Regions from separate parts of the Mus musculus genome. Here regions 1 and 3 are each linked to region 2. The links are chromatin contacts, called in public HiChIP or PLAC-seq and promoter capture Hi-C maps. All regions are on one chromosome and are shown on one strand. Each heading gives the region's core, a stretch centred on a gene start, on an enhancer-like site or on the middle of the called end of the contact. The rest is flanking DNA. Distances are from core to core; before and after follow the strand shown. Region 1 holds the start of Arl16 (ADP-ribosylation factor-like 16). Region 2 holds the start of Narf (nuclear prelamin A recognition factor). Region 3 holds the start of Aspscr1 (alveolar soft part sarcoma chromosome region, candidate 1 (human)).

Region 1 (4,342 bases), core at 1,099-3,598, 770 kb before region 2:
ACTGGGATTAAAGGCATGTGCCACCATGCCCGGCCCACTTCCCAATTCTTCATTAACTTTATATTTTTTTCTGGGCAACATGGTCAGGATATAGGAACTCAGAAAGGCAGAGTCTGTACTATAAAAATGACCTGGGCTCCGTGCAGTCCAAAGCCCTCAGTGGGTCCAACTTCTTGGTGGGAGACGTGAAGACACCTGCAGTTTGTTCTGTCTTGGGACCATTGTTCAGAAGTGAGATGACAGTGGTGTTTGTAAGTGTATGCTTGTTTACTGGTCACAGCACAGCCCCCATCACTTGCAGATACACTGGGTGGCCTGCTCCTATCAAACACCTCAGGCTCTCATGCATTTGCCTCCTAGGCACTGGGTGGGGTCAGCCATACTTCTCCATCTTGCTGTCAACTGCTGTGCCTGTGTTGATTCTGGAGCCAGAGCAATACTGTTGCCAAGCCAGTGCCATTCCTGGCACTTATTTCTACTGCGGTGATGTTTTGCTTGGCACAAGCAATGATGTCTGGAAGCCTCATCAATGACTTCATTTCCTCCATGGTCATGTAACAGGGTAGGTCACTGTAGTTGAAGAAGCACTTCGTCAAAGTGGTGCTCGCCACAAAGTTGTTCTACCCACAGCTGCACCTCCCCGCTGCAGACCCTATGGTCTTGGCTGTACTCAAGTAGAGCAACCCCTTGGGATACCTTGCCCTTCATCCTGCCCAGCCCTTAGACCCATACATTTTATTGAAGAGTATGAGGACGGAGGCTTTTTCAAGTTCTTCTGCAGAAAGGAGACCCAGGAGCTGCATGCAGGATGCAGAGAGCTGGGTGGGGTTAGAAGCATCCATCATGAACTAGGGAGAAAAGGAAAACATGCTACAGAAGATAGTCCTGACCAGAGCCCTGTCTGGTCATTTCACAAAAGCACACAGACAACTTTTTAAGTGGATTTAAATTTATGATGCAGGAGTTTGAACCTAGGGCTTCAAGTGTAGCTAGGGCAAGCACTCTCCTGAGCTACATATCCAGCCCCAGATTGGCTTTTAAACAACAGGTTTTGGAAATAGCCAAGGGGGAGTTGTACGAGGATGACTGTCACTGGTGTCTTTAAGTAAAATTAAGTCTACTGTGGCCATCAGCTCTTCATCCCAGAATTTGATGCCCCTTCCTTCTACAGATAGGACCAACAAGAGGGATGTAAAGTGTTGGTCGTATTCAGGTATCAAGGCATAGAACATGCTGTGCCTTCAACAAGCCTCCTAGAATCTGAGCCCTGCTCAGGAAATCAGACCAATGCACAGTCATCAAAGACCCCCAAACCCGATCCCATGAAAAGCAGGGCCAATACTTGATGGTTCAGGGAGTCAGACAAAACTGACCTCCAAAGAAGCTTGAAGTATTAACTCACCAAGAGCGAATGGCAGTTTCCATAGTAACTGGACCAGATGGGGCTCATGCATCCCCCGAGCTCTCGGATGGTGATCTTCCTGTGGGCCACAATGTCTGTAAGGTTGGTGCCCACCTATGGAAAAAACCACGATGCACTGAGACCAGCGCAAGCGGTGTGCTGTGGTGAGCTTCTGGATGGCAGCACCGCCATGAGGGAGCTAAGCATCCACAGCCAGTGACAACTGCTCAAGCCCTCTGCTCTCGCCACCAAGAAATGCAGCTCTCTGGGGGCTCCAGGCCAACGTCAACCATAGAGATGGGCCTTGAGAGTGACGAGGGAATGAATTTCTAGGGATGGGAGAGAAAGGTGCCCACCGGAAGACGGGCTTCGGGTTCTCCACACTCAGAAGTCTAGTGATGGGAGTTCCTCTGCCGCAGACAGTACCCAACCTACTGACCACAGGCACCGCGGCTTCCATTAGAAGAGGTCTGAGGACCTTTGCAAGCCTCAAAGGGCATGCATGACCTGAGAGAGGCCGACACCTACCGTGGGCCGCGTCGGTGGGGGCTCTCCCAGGTCGCCTTTGCCATCTCCGGAGCTCAGCTGTCCCGGCGGTCAAGGGCCATGGCGTGGCAGAGGGAGGAGTTCCCGTGATGAGCGACCCCGGTGTGCTCCCTCCCCACCCTGCCTGGGACTCCCTGCCTGCCCACTCGGCGCGGAAGGATATTCTGAAGGCGTTTCACCAGCAGGGTCTTCCCGACCCCAGCAGCTCCAAGCAGGAGACACATCCCTTCCTCGGATAACGCGCTTGTACCTCCGAGCTACCACGCAATGAGGCCCGCCTCCGCTTAGCTTTCATTGGATAGACCGCTCGTCCAGGCTGCTCATTGGTTAGTCCCAATGGACTGAGCGGTCCAATGGACGCTCAGAGTCAGTGTGTAAGCGCAAGTCTCGCCATGGAGCAGGACTCGGGGCGGCGCGGAGGCGTTGCGCGTGCGCGAGCAGAAAAAGAAAGGCGGAAGCGGAAGTTGGGGGGCGCGTCAGCTCCGAAAGAGGGAGCGACTGCAGCGTCGGTCCGGAGTGGGGTCGCCATGGGGCGAGGCAGCGGCACCTTCGAGCGTCTCCTAGGTAACGCGTCCGCCCGTCAGCTCCAAGTCAGCTCCCTCGCGCGCACCGGCCAGATGCTGCCTCCGTAGGTCTCAGGAGAGCGGGCCGGCCACCTAGACCGGCCGTCGGCCTCCGGGGAGCACTGCACGGTTCCCGGGCCTCGGGTGTGGCCGCCCGGGCTGTACACTGAGTCCTGGGGTTCCAGTGACGAATGCTCTTTGGGGGTCCGTGACGGACCTCTCTTCCTCCGGGTCCGACGGTCCTGAACCGATTGGGCCAAAGTCCTGAGTCATGAAGTCATGACTCAGATCTTAGCTTCATGCGGGTCTCAGACCCCGATACCTTTTCGCAGGGTGGAACCGATACTGCCTTCCTTAAACCTTTCGAGCCCCTTGGGGAATGCTTCCTAGGACCTCAGCCTCTTGCGCTCTGGTAGTGCCTGGGGGTTTGAGAAGACATGTATTTCTCATTTTTGAAGGTGCTTGTTGATATCACTATCTGAGGTTCCTGGACAGTGTAAATTTTAGGAGGGAAAAATGAGTTTGACATGCATGCACCATTCCCTCAATAAATGTGTTCAGGAGCAGGCCCCATCCTAGGCTGCTCACTTGCTCCTTTTTGAGCTAAGGTTTTCAAAGGGGAATCTTAGATGATGAGATGTTTACCTTAGTCTCATATCCTGGGAGGTTCAGCACGTCAGGTATGAATCCACTAACTTGTTGAATGAGTAACAAGGGTGGTGTATCTTGGGATAGCTCACTTTCGTAAGGGAGGGGTGATCCGAGTGTGAAGAGGTGTTGGCTGGGGGTACCACTTGACATGGAGAAATCATCCCTCATCTTCTAGAGCTTGCTAAGGGACCCATTACATTACCCAGCTAAGAGGTAAAGGACAAAACTTCTAAATGATGGGACTCTGTTGAGAAGCAGCAGGGTATGCCATTTTAAAGTGCCCAGCAAGCTGTGACAAAGGGCATTCTCTACCTCCTTTATCTTTAAAGCAGATGCAAGTAGTACCTCTCTCCAGAGGGTCTGTGGGAACTGAGTGAAGCCGAGCTTGAGCTGACAGCTGATAGGGACTAAGTATCATTTCCACATTATTTGCTTCTTGCATGGGAGGATGCCATTTCCATGGTTGTCAGTGTACTTCAAGAGGATTTTCAGTTTGGTTTTGGCTGTATAAAATGAGGGATGTTCTTGACTTTTGACGGGCCGGCTCGGAAACATAGCTCAATGGACCCTTTGAATGGGCATCTCTTCCCTTTAGACAAAGCCACCAGCCAGCTTCTGTTGGAGACAGACTGGGAGTCCATTCTACAGATCTGCGACCTGATCCGTCAGGGGGACACACAGTAAGTGAAGAGAACCACCCCTCTTCTAAGATTAAATGGGCAACATGAGTTTTTTGTTTTTTTGTTTTTTTTTAATCCAGATTGTTTTGATATCTTGGGACAATTAAAACAGCACAATTTGGAGATACTTAGACTCACTGATATTTCCTTGAGGAGGTCTGTCAGGCTAAACTCATGGTTGGCTTATATTTCAGTTGGTAGAGTATTTGCCTAGCATGTATTAAACCTTGAGTGTCATGCTCAACACACTATAACCCAGGTGTGACAGCACTGTCATACCCCAGGTGTGACAGCACTCTCTGTGATCCCAGCACTTAGGAAGTGAAGACAGAAGGATAGGAAGTCCAAGGCTTGAGTCTAGCCTGGGGTACGAAAACCCCTGTCTCAGTACTTAAAGAAATATGGAGGAGGGCTTTCCTAACCATACTGAGGGCTTTCCCATCCTTTTCTCTCTCTGCTGTTACTAATTCCTACCCCCCCGCCCCTTTTTTTCCCCCCTC
Region 2 (4,525 bases), core at 1,009-3,508:
TTTGAGAATAAAAACAGTTTTAGCTATATAAGCGTGCAGAACAAAAAGAATGTGTTGACAGTTCATATGAGTGTAGCTCAAAGAATGTAGAAACAAAAGAAACTCCCCAACTAGACAACTAGACAGTCTTATGATTCCTGTCTTCCCTTCTCTAGTCTTGCCTAACCTTGCAGTTAGTAATCAAGAGGATCAGCAAAATGGCTGAGCTCCTAGAGTTGGTTCTGAGTTTGATCCTTGGAACCAGGATGGTAGGAGAGAACCAACATCTGTATGTGTGCAAGTATATACACAAATGCACACACATACACATATACATATATATTTTTTCCATGTACATGGGAAAATTGCATGAAACAGGAGAGAGGAAGAGAACCAGAAGATAGCTGTGAGACAGAACAGGTTTTGGTTCTGGTGATAGGACCTGGAGCTCCTCGGGCGACTGCCCGTACTCCCGACATCACTGAGAATAATTTTAGTGAACTGAAAGTAAGGTAAACTCACAATGATGTTAACATTTTTATTTCTTTATGTTGTGTGTGCGCACATCCATAGTAGCAAGTGGAGGAGAGGACACCTTGCAGGGGTTTACCTTGCTTTACCTACTAAACCGTTTCACTGGGCCCTAAATTCATATTTCTTTTTGTTTTATGAGCGTTTTGGCAGCATGTGAGCAAATGCACTGTGTGTCTGTTGCCTCCGGTGGCCAGAAGAGGCGCTAGATCCCTCGAGTTGGAGCCCGGGAAGTTTCTAGCCAGTCAGTCACAGGTGCTAAGAACCAACTTTGATCCTCTGAAAGAAAGGCAGTGCTCTTAGCCATCATCTCCCTAGCCCCCTTATATTTCTAATGATATGTTTAAACTCAGCTTTTAGAAGGCACTGAAAAACAAACTCCATTTAACAAGCTAATTCAGAGAATTTAGGGCTGGGGATGTGACAGCCAGCTGTAACTTGGGGGCACTGTTACTGCTGGTCCAGAAACAGGCTGCTCTCAGTTATTAGAGACACTTCCCTCGGTAAACCATTATCCTATAATCTCATTCTATTATTGACATTCCAGGTCAAAGGTCAGTGGCCTTTAAGGGATGCCTGGTACTATAGTAAGTTTCTTTAGCTGTCCCAGGGGAGTTATATGTACATTATTACACAGGACGATTCTCTTGCCCAGCTGTGGATTCCATAGATAAGGTACATCTTTTGTATATTATGTAACTTGCCCTATTCTGTAGGTGGTGTGCAGCTATGATATCTACTTTATAAAGCTTTCCTTTAGCCTTCTTCCAGCATGCTGTTTGGCTCTAAAGCCGCTGTCCTTCAGGTAGGAGTAAGAATGCACTTATTTAATTTAAATTTGAATTGAGTCTGTCTTTGGTCTTTCCCAGGGGATTGGAACACAACAAAAGAATAATGCATTTAATCTGCCTTGGAGACAGGTCTCACTGTGTAGCAGTATAGGGCAGTGTTGGCTTTAATTTTATCATTTTCCTGCCTCAGCCTCCTGAGTGTTGGGTAATTGCCAATAGGCCTGCTCATCCTACCTGTCATTTTGTTTGTAGACAGGTACATGTGTAGTACTGGCCGTCCTGGAACTCAGAGATCTGCCTTGCTCTGTCTCCTGGGTTCTGGGACTAAAGGCATGCGCTAACTCGCCAAGATTCAAGGTCAGCCTACTTTGAATCTACACGCCAGACTCAGCAGCATTGCCCATAAAGCAAAGCAAGCCTGCTGCGCATGTGCACTTGTGCCGCACCGGCCTACGTGAGGCTTCGCTGGCTGGTCATGGCGGCGGTAGAGGGCGGCGCCGGCTCCGCCCTCCAGGAGACGCAGTAGAGCAGAACTTACGACGCTAACTTGATTGAGCGGGCCAGGCCGCGGCCACTGAGCAAGGCGCTCTGAGGTCGCCGCGATTCGGCCTCGTCCGCTCGGTCAGCGCACTCTTCCTGCCTCATACGCCCGCCTTTGCCAACTTTCCCCATTAGTCCTTAACCAGGCAAAAACTGACAGGAGGATATGTCCCGGCCGGGCAACTACTAGTCGAGGGACAAGCTCCACCCCCGTTCTCTGATTGGCTCCTGGGAGGGACCTGCCACTTCCTCACACTCTCATTGGCTTAAGCGGCGGAGGCGGGGTGAGCGTGCCATACCATCCTTGCACTCTTTTCATTGGCTCAGGGGTGTGGCTCATCTTGCTTAGGCTCTCTCATTGGTCTACTACAGTCCTTGGGGCGGGGCCTCCGTGCAAGAAGACAACAAAGGGTCGCAGGTCGCTAGCGGGCGGCAGGCGGCGGTGTTCCAGTCTTCCTTACTCCTCACAGCTTAGGCGCGTCGGCCTCCTGCCAGTCCCACTCCAGATGAAGTGTGAGCACTGCACACGAAAGGTGGGTGCGTCGTCCGGCGGGGCTAGGGGCGAAAGCCAAGGCTGGAATCGGTGGTGAGGGTCGGGCTCAGCCGGGTGCACCTTGCTCTGTTATGTCGGCCTCTGACAGCCATCACCTGTCTGCAGAGGACTGGGCGGCGAGCTGGCTGTTGTCCACTGCAGGCGAGTGCACCGCCGGGACTGTCCGTGGAAGCTACTGTTCTGGGGCCGGGGATTGATCTCAGTCCCGGCACCCTGTTGTGGAAGTGAACGATTAATAAAGTAATTAGAAATGATGCTTTGAGCGGCTCTTCTACTTAAACAACAACAAACTTCAATACAACGAAGTGGAGAAGGAATAAAGGGCAGGCAGGCCCTCCTGTCCTGCTCCACTAGGTGGCTGAAGTGACTGACAGCTGCCTCACTTGCCTTCACACGTGATGCATGTGCAGGAATCTCGTTTGGTTTTTTGTTTTTTTACAGGAATTGTATCATATCCAAATACTCCATACGTTGTTTTTTTTTTTTTTCAGAGAATCGCCTGTAATCTTGTGTAATAGCCACATCTAAATGTTCTTATATATATTACCGTTAGATCACTTCCTGTTCTTCATTACTACTACAAACAATACAAATGGAGGGTGTGAGTGTTTATGTGTACCCTTCTATAAGTATGGATGATTTTATTTTGTAGAAAGGGTTTCTTAGAAGTAAGATCGACTGCTCAGGATATGTTTTGGTTTTTGGCATCACACTAAATTATTCTTGACTGAGCTCGGTGGTACACACCAATGATCCCAGTGCTTGAGAGACTGAGGCAGGAGCTCAAAGTTAGACAGTGCAATTTATCAAGACCCTATCTCATTAAAAAAAAATATGGTAGCACACATCTTAATCTGAGCACTCAGGAGGCAGAGGCAGACTTTCTGTGAATTTGAGGTCAGCCTGGTCTACATGGTGAGTTCCAGGACAGCCAGGACTATGTAGAAAGACTTGATCTAAAAAGGAAAAAAATAGATAAATAAAAATAGAGAAAAGAAAAATAATTTTCCTTTCTAACATCCCCCATCCTTTTTTTTTTTTTTAAAGGAATGTAGTAAAAAATCAAAAACTGATGACCAGGAGAATGTGTCCAGTGATGGGGCCCAGCCAAGCGATGGGGCCAGCCCAGCCAAGGAGAGTGAAGAGGCAAGTAGATGCTTCGGGTTTGTGTCAGCCTAACGTGAGCGTGAGTGGATCGGGTTTGTGTCAGCCTAACGTGAGTGTGAGTGGAGTGGCTACTGTTGTTTCTTCTGTCCAGTCTTATACTACCTTGCACTTCACTGCTCTAAGAAAGACTGAAGTAAAAGTGGGAAGAGCCATGTATAGGACAGTCTTGAGTCTTCTCAAACATACCAGGCCAGGAACTGCTTGAGAAATAGGAATATTGTGGTACAGTGTTGAAACCTTATTCTATAAAATGGAAGGAACTCACATTCTGTAATGCATGCAGACTTGAGGGTCAAGTTCCATGATTCTTTAAGCTTGCTGTTTAAGTTAACTAAGCTGCTTGTTTAGTTCAGTTCTTGTTTCAGCTAGTTGTGATGCTTGTTTGTACATACTGTATCACATTGTATCACATATTGTATCACATTTGGAGCTGAGCTTCATACCTGTCTCACTTCATGCTCTGAAGAGGCTACTGCATGTGTCATGCCACACTATGGATTCACAGAGAAGGTTACAGTCACAGTTGTCTTAGAAAATATTAGGACTAGTCAGGAATGCTGGTACACCTTTGGAGGTCCAGCTCAAGGTCAACCTAGGCTGTATAATGAGACCTTATCTCAACACAAAAACTGAGGGAGGGCTAAGGATTAGTCAACTGATAGAGAGCTTAGCTAGCTAGCCTGAAATTCTGAGCTCAATCATTTCAAACAAACAAATTGATTTTAGAGCTTACTAGATAGCTCAGCCGGTAAAGACACTTGCCACCGAGTCTCAGGATGTCAGTTTGATCCCCAGAACCCATATATGACATCTGGAGACTTATGAACACAGGTGACAGGAAAAGACCAGTTTTTACAAGTCGTCTTTCTACCTTTACACCAACATATTGCACACACACACATAACATCAAACAAGAAAGCAATCAGTCAATGTAATATAAAACTTTTTTATGTAAGTGTAGAAT
Region 3 (4,372 bases), core at 1,734-4,233, 560 kb before region 2:
TGTGTGTGAATGTGTACATATGTTTGTGTGAATGTGTGCATATGTGTAAGTGTGTATGTGTGTGTATGTGTGTATGTGTGTATGTGTGTAAGTATAAGCCATATGCTTGCTGGTACCATCAAAGGCCAGAACAGGGTGTTGGATCCTTGGATCTTGAGTTACAGAGAGTTGTGAGCGTCCTGATATAGGTGCTGGGAATCAAACTCAGGTCCTCTGGCAGAGTCGTAAGAATTCTTTTTTGTTGGTTTGTTTGTTTGTTTGGGTCAGATATGCTGTTTAGCAGCTGTCATCTTTGCACTTGGAGGCAACCAGTTCAAAGTCAGCCTGGTCTATACAGGGTGAGACAGTCAATGATGGTGGCACATGCCTGTAATCCCAGCAGTCATGCTGTGGAGGCAGGATCAACAATAAAAGGCCATTTAGGCTACAGGAAACCTTATATAAAACAAAACAACAGAGACAAACACAAAGAATTTAAAGTTACTCCTCACAAGAAGCACAGCAGCCAGCGTGAAGGCAGTCATAATGACTAAATTTAGGTCAATTTAAGCACGAAAGAAACAATACTCAAACCCTACAATGAAATGGAAAAAAAAAAAGGCATGAGGGGCTAGAGAGATGGCTCAGTGGTTAAGAGCACTGGCAGTTTTTCCAGGTGTTGCAGGTTCAAGTCCCAGCACCCACATGGTAGCTCATAGCTATCTATAACTCCAGTTCCAAGGGATTTGATACCTACTTCTGGCCTCTACTGGAACCAAGGGAATGCATGTGATATACAGACATGCTTGCAGGCAAAACTTCCACACATATTATACACACACACACACACACACACACACACACACACACACATATATATATATATATATATGTTTTTTTGTTTTTGTTTTTTTGAGATCGGGTTTCTCTGTGTAGCCCTGGCTGTCCTGGAACTCTGAAATCTGCCTGTCTCTGCCTCCCAAGTACTGGGATTAAAGGCATGCACCACCACTGTCTGGCCACATATAAAATATTAAAAAAGAAAACCTAAAAAAAGAAAAAAGAAGGGCTGGTGAGATGGCTCAGCAGGTAAGAGCACCCGACTGCTCTTCCAAAGGTCCTTAGTTCAAATCCATGTCCCAGCAACCACATGGTGGCTCACAACCATCCGTAACAAGATCTGACTCCCTCTTCTGGTGTGTCTGAAGACAGCTGCAGTGTACTTACATATAATAAATAAATAAATCTAAAAAAAAAGAAAAAAAGAAGAAAACCCCAGAATTCACATTAATTTAATATATATGATTTTTTTTTAAAGAGAGATGTTTCTTTTTCTCTTTTTTATTTATTTTTTATTTTTTTTATTTTTTGGTTTTTGACACAGGGTTTCTCTGTGTAGCCCTGGCTGTCCTGGAACTCACTCTGTAGACCAGGCTGGCCTCAAACTCAGAAATCTGCCTGCCTCTGCCGCTGGAGTGCTGGGATTAAAGTCGTGGGCCACCACTGCCCAGAACCACTACCAAGAGATAGCACCACCCACAATGGGCTGAGCCCTCCCACATCAATCACTAATTAAGAAAAATGCCCCACAGCCAGATCTTGTGGAGTTATTTTCTCATTTGAGGTTTCCTTCTTTCCGATGACTCTAGCTTGTGTCAAGTTGACATAAAACTAGCCCGGACAACTGTCAAGGAAATAAATAAAAAAAACTCATTCATCAATTGGTGTTAAAACTGTTGCATAATAAATGTGGGAAGAAAAAAAAAAAAACATGGCATTGTAGTCTTAAAGAATTAGCCTATAGCTGACTAATTTACTACCCAAGGAAAGAGGGACCTTGATTATGGAGGATTCCGACTTTAACTTGAGCCTGACCATGGTCAAATTTCACATGCTCACTTTCAGAACAATCTGTATCTCTTGATGGCTGTCCATTTTTCTCACTGCACCTCTCTAAATGTTCTGCCAGAGGATTCTAACAGTGGGACAGTTGAAAGAAAACAGACTTGAGGGTTTGTGAGGTTTTGTTTTAAATGCTAGTGTGTAAAAAAGAAAGGAAGAAAACCAAAGGGGACCCGGGAAGGTGGGCAGCACAGTGAGGGTCTAAGGTTGCATAGAACACGCAAACTCTTCCCATTCTTTTCCCCATGTTTGTCAATACACACGTGTGACACAGATGCTGTATACCAGCTTCTCCAGTCAGATTTGGAGATTTTTACAACAATCCCAAGGACCATAGGCAAAGCATTCTCCTTGAAGTCATGGTGACAAGCTAAGAGAGGGCCTGAAGTCAACAAGATGGCTCAGCAAGTAAAAGTGCCACCAAGCCTGGTAACCTCAAATGAATCCCTCAGTCCCACAAGGTGGAAGGAGGGAACAGGCAAGTTCGCTGACAATGCACACAGGTACCATAGCATGCCTGTACCTGCTCTTCCACAGACACACAATAAAAAAAAAACACATAAAATATAACTTTATTATTATTGTTGTTGTTATTTTTTCAAGACAGGGTTTCTCTGGGTAGCCGTGGTTGTCCTGGAAGACTGTTGCTCTGTAGACCAGGCTGGTCTTGAACTCAGGGATCTGTTTTTGCCTCCAACATACTGGGATTAAAGGCTTGCATTACCACATCAGTCTCAATAAAATATTTTTCTAAAAGGTTGTCGCCATGTGACGATGATGATCACAGGAACACTTGAGAAGGGAGGCAGGATCAGTACTTAACGGAGTAGGTACAAAGGCTAACTCTGGTGTGCGCATACCCAGTACTTGGTGACAGACAGGTAGCTGTGGGCCCCAGGCTGGCCCCAGGCAGCATAGCTTTCTTGCAGGCAGCCCCCAGAGCTTGGAGGTTCCCAGGAACACGTGCCTCCGGATGAAGAAACAATGTCCCTGACAGAACTGTGCTCCTTCCAGGGAGGTGCCTTTGGTCCGCGCCGTCGGGACGCCATCAGGCTGCCTAATAGCAAAGCAGAGCCAGAGCGCCGGGGGCGGGCCCGGAAGCGAGTTGGCCCCGCCCCCGAGACCGCGTGGCTGTGCGTCCGGGCTGTTGCGGATAAAGTTGTTTGAGGCGAGCCGGCTGCGGTCACGTGAGCGGAAGATGGCGGCCCCGGCGGGCGGCGGGGGCTCCGCGGTGTCGGTGCTGGCCCCAAACGGGCGGCGCCACACGGTGAAGGTGACGCCGAGCACCGTGCTGCTGCAGGTGCGGCCGCCGGCCCGGGTGGGGAACGGGCGGATGGGTGGACCCGCGGGCCGCCCGGGGTCGCCGCATCAGGGCCCGCCCCTGCGGTTGCTCCTAGGGCGGTAGGGCGGGACCGGGTCCCGGTGGGCGGGGCCTGAGGCAGCCAATGAGCGCCTTTCGCGCGGCTGTCCGCCCCATCCTCTAGATCTGGGTCCCGGGGGCGGGGCGGGATACTTGGAGGCGCGTTTGCTGAGCACGGTGGGGTGGACCCCACTAACAGGGTCGAGCCTTGCGAGCCCCAGAATCTTCGGCGCTTGTCCGAATCCAGCCTTCTCGGTCACCGGGAAGAGTGGCGTTCCTTCCTGCTCAGCTCAGGGGCGTCCCTCCGGACCCTAGGGCCTGTGTTCCCGGAAGTGAATTTTGCTAAGTCACTCACGGCTTTTGATTGTTGCTGTTTGTGACCTCGTATGAATTACACCTGCTTATTAAACCTCTGTTGTTAGGTTACAAAGGCGTACACGATTCATATCTGTGGCAGGGCCATACAGAGTGACCTCCATTTGGAGCTGCGCTCATGTAGAGGAGGGTTCTGGTCATGCAGCAGTTGCACAAAGACTGCCGGGCCACAGAGTGGCCGTGGACACAAAGTTCAGTAAGGCAGATTATTATTTGTGGCTAGAGGCCTCGCAGAGCCTAGAACATGGGACCAGGGGTGGACAGGCTAGGCCATAGTTGGAGGATTAAGTCAATAATGGGTCCCCAGTAGGAGGGGAGAGAGTAGACAGGATTTGCATGTAGTTTGCTTGGAGCTGGTGAGTGAGATGTTTGGTGGGCTGGCCAGTGCGCCTACTATCAGTTGAGGTAGGTTTTACCGATCATTTGTCCCACAGGTACTAGAAGACACATGCCGGCGGCAAGACTTCAACCCCAGTGAATACGACCTGAAGTGAGTTTGCTTGGACTCAGCTGTGGGCTTCTCAGTCTACCTGGTCCTTTTCTCAACACATACTATCTCTGCCTTAGAAGCGCCCCCATAGGTACTTTAATACAACAGAAGTTTATCCTTGCCCAGTTCTGAAGGCAAAGTCCAAAGTGCCCAGAGTATGGTTGTGCCACCCCCCCCCCCCAACCGCCCCCAGATTCTCTGTGTAGCCCTGACTGTCCTGGACTTCACTTTGTAGACCAGGCTGGTCTCAAACTCACAGAGAGCCT

What was found. Promoter capture Hi-C pulls out the DNA fragments that hold promoters and counts their contacts. HiChIP or PLAC-seq counts read pairs in DNA pulled down with a chosen protein or histone mark.
Region 1: a contact with region 2 is called in a FOXA1 HiChIP or PLAC-seq map of pancreatic cancer cells. The contact joins the promoter of Arl16 here to the promoter of Narf in region 2. A contact is called at or near these places in 1 of 39 promoter capture datasets (erythroid cells) and 2 of 115 datasets of contacts at active chromatin or transcription factors (memory CD8 T cells and pancreatic cancer cells).
Region 3: a promoter capture Hi-C map of pre-B cells shows a contact between it and region 2, with 2.0 times the contacts expected there. The contact joins the promoter of Aspscr1 here to the promoter of Narf in region 2. A contact is called at or near these places in 1 of 39 promoter capture datasets (pre-B cells), 1 of 484 Hi-C or Micro-C datasets (embryonic stem cells) and 1 of 115 datasets of contacts at active chromatin or transcription factors (pancreatic cancer cells).

Annotation. Positions count from the first base shown.
Region 1 is chr11:120,465,252-120,469,593 of GRCm38.p6, forward strand. It overlaps Arl16 (ADP-ribosylation factor-like 16), which reads right to left and starts at 2,349. Exons shown (of 5, transcript NM_197995.2): 1 at 2,112-2,349; 2 at 1,931-1,989; 3 at 1,403-1,516; 4 at 733-848; 5 at 1-570. The coding sequence starts at 2,172. The coding sequence ends at 399. It overlaps Hgs (HGF-regulated tyrosine kinase substrate), which reads left to right and starts at 2,384. Exons shown (of 22, transcript NM_008244.3): 1 at 2,384-2,512; 2 at 3,758-3,842. The coding sequence starts at 2,476.
Region 2 is chr11:121,234,978-121,239,502 of GRCm38.p6, forward strand. Narf (nuclear prelamin A recognition factor) reads left to right here and starts at 2,259. Exons shown (of 11, transcript NM_026272.3): 1 at 2,259-2,374; 2 at 3,442-3,540. The coding sequence starts at 2,348.
Region 3 is chr11:120,669,990-120,674,361 of GRCm38.p6, forward strand. It overlaps Aspscr1 (alveolar soft part sarcoma chromosome region, candidate 1 (human)), which reads left to right and starts at 2,984. Exons shown (of 16, transcript NM_026877.2): 1 at 2,984-3,181; 2 at 4,051-4,106. The coding sequence starts at 3,080.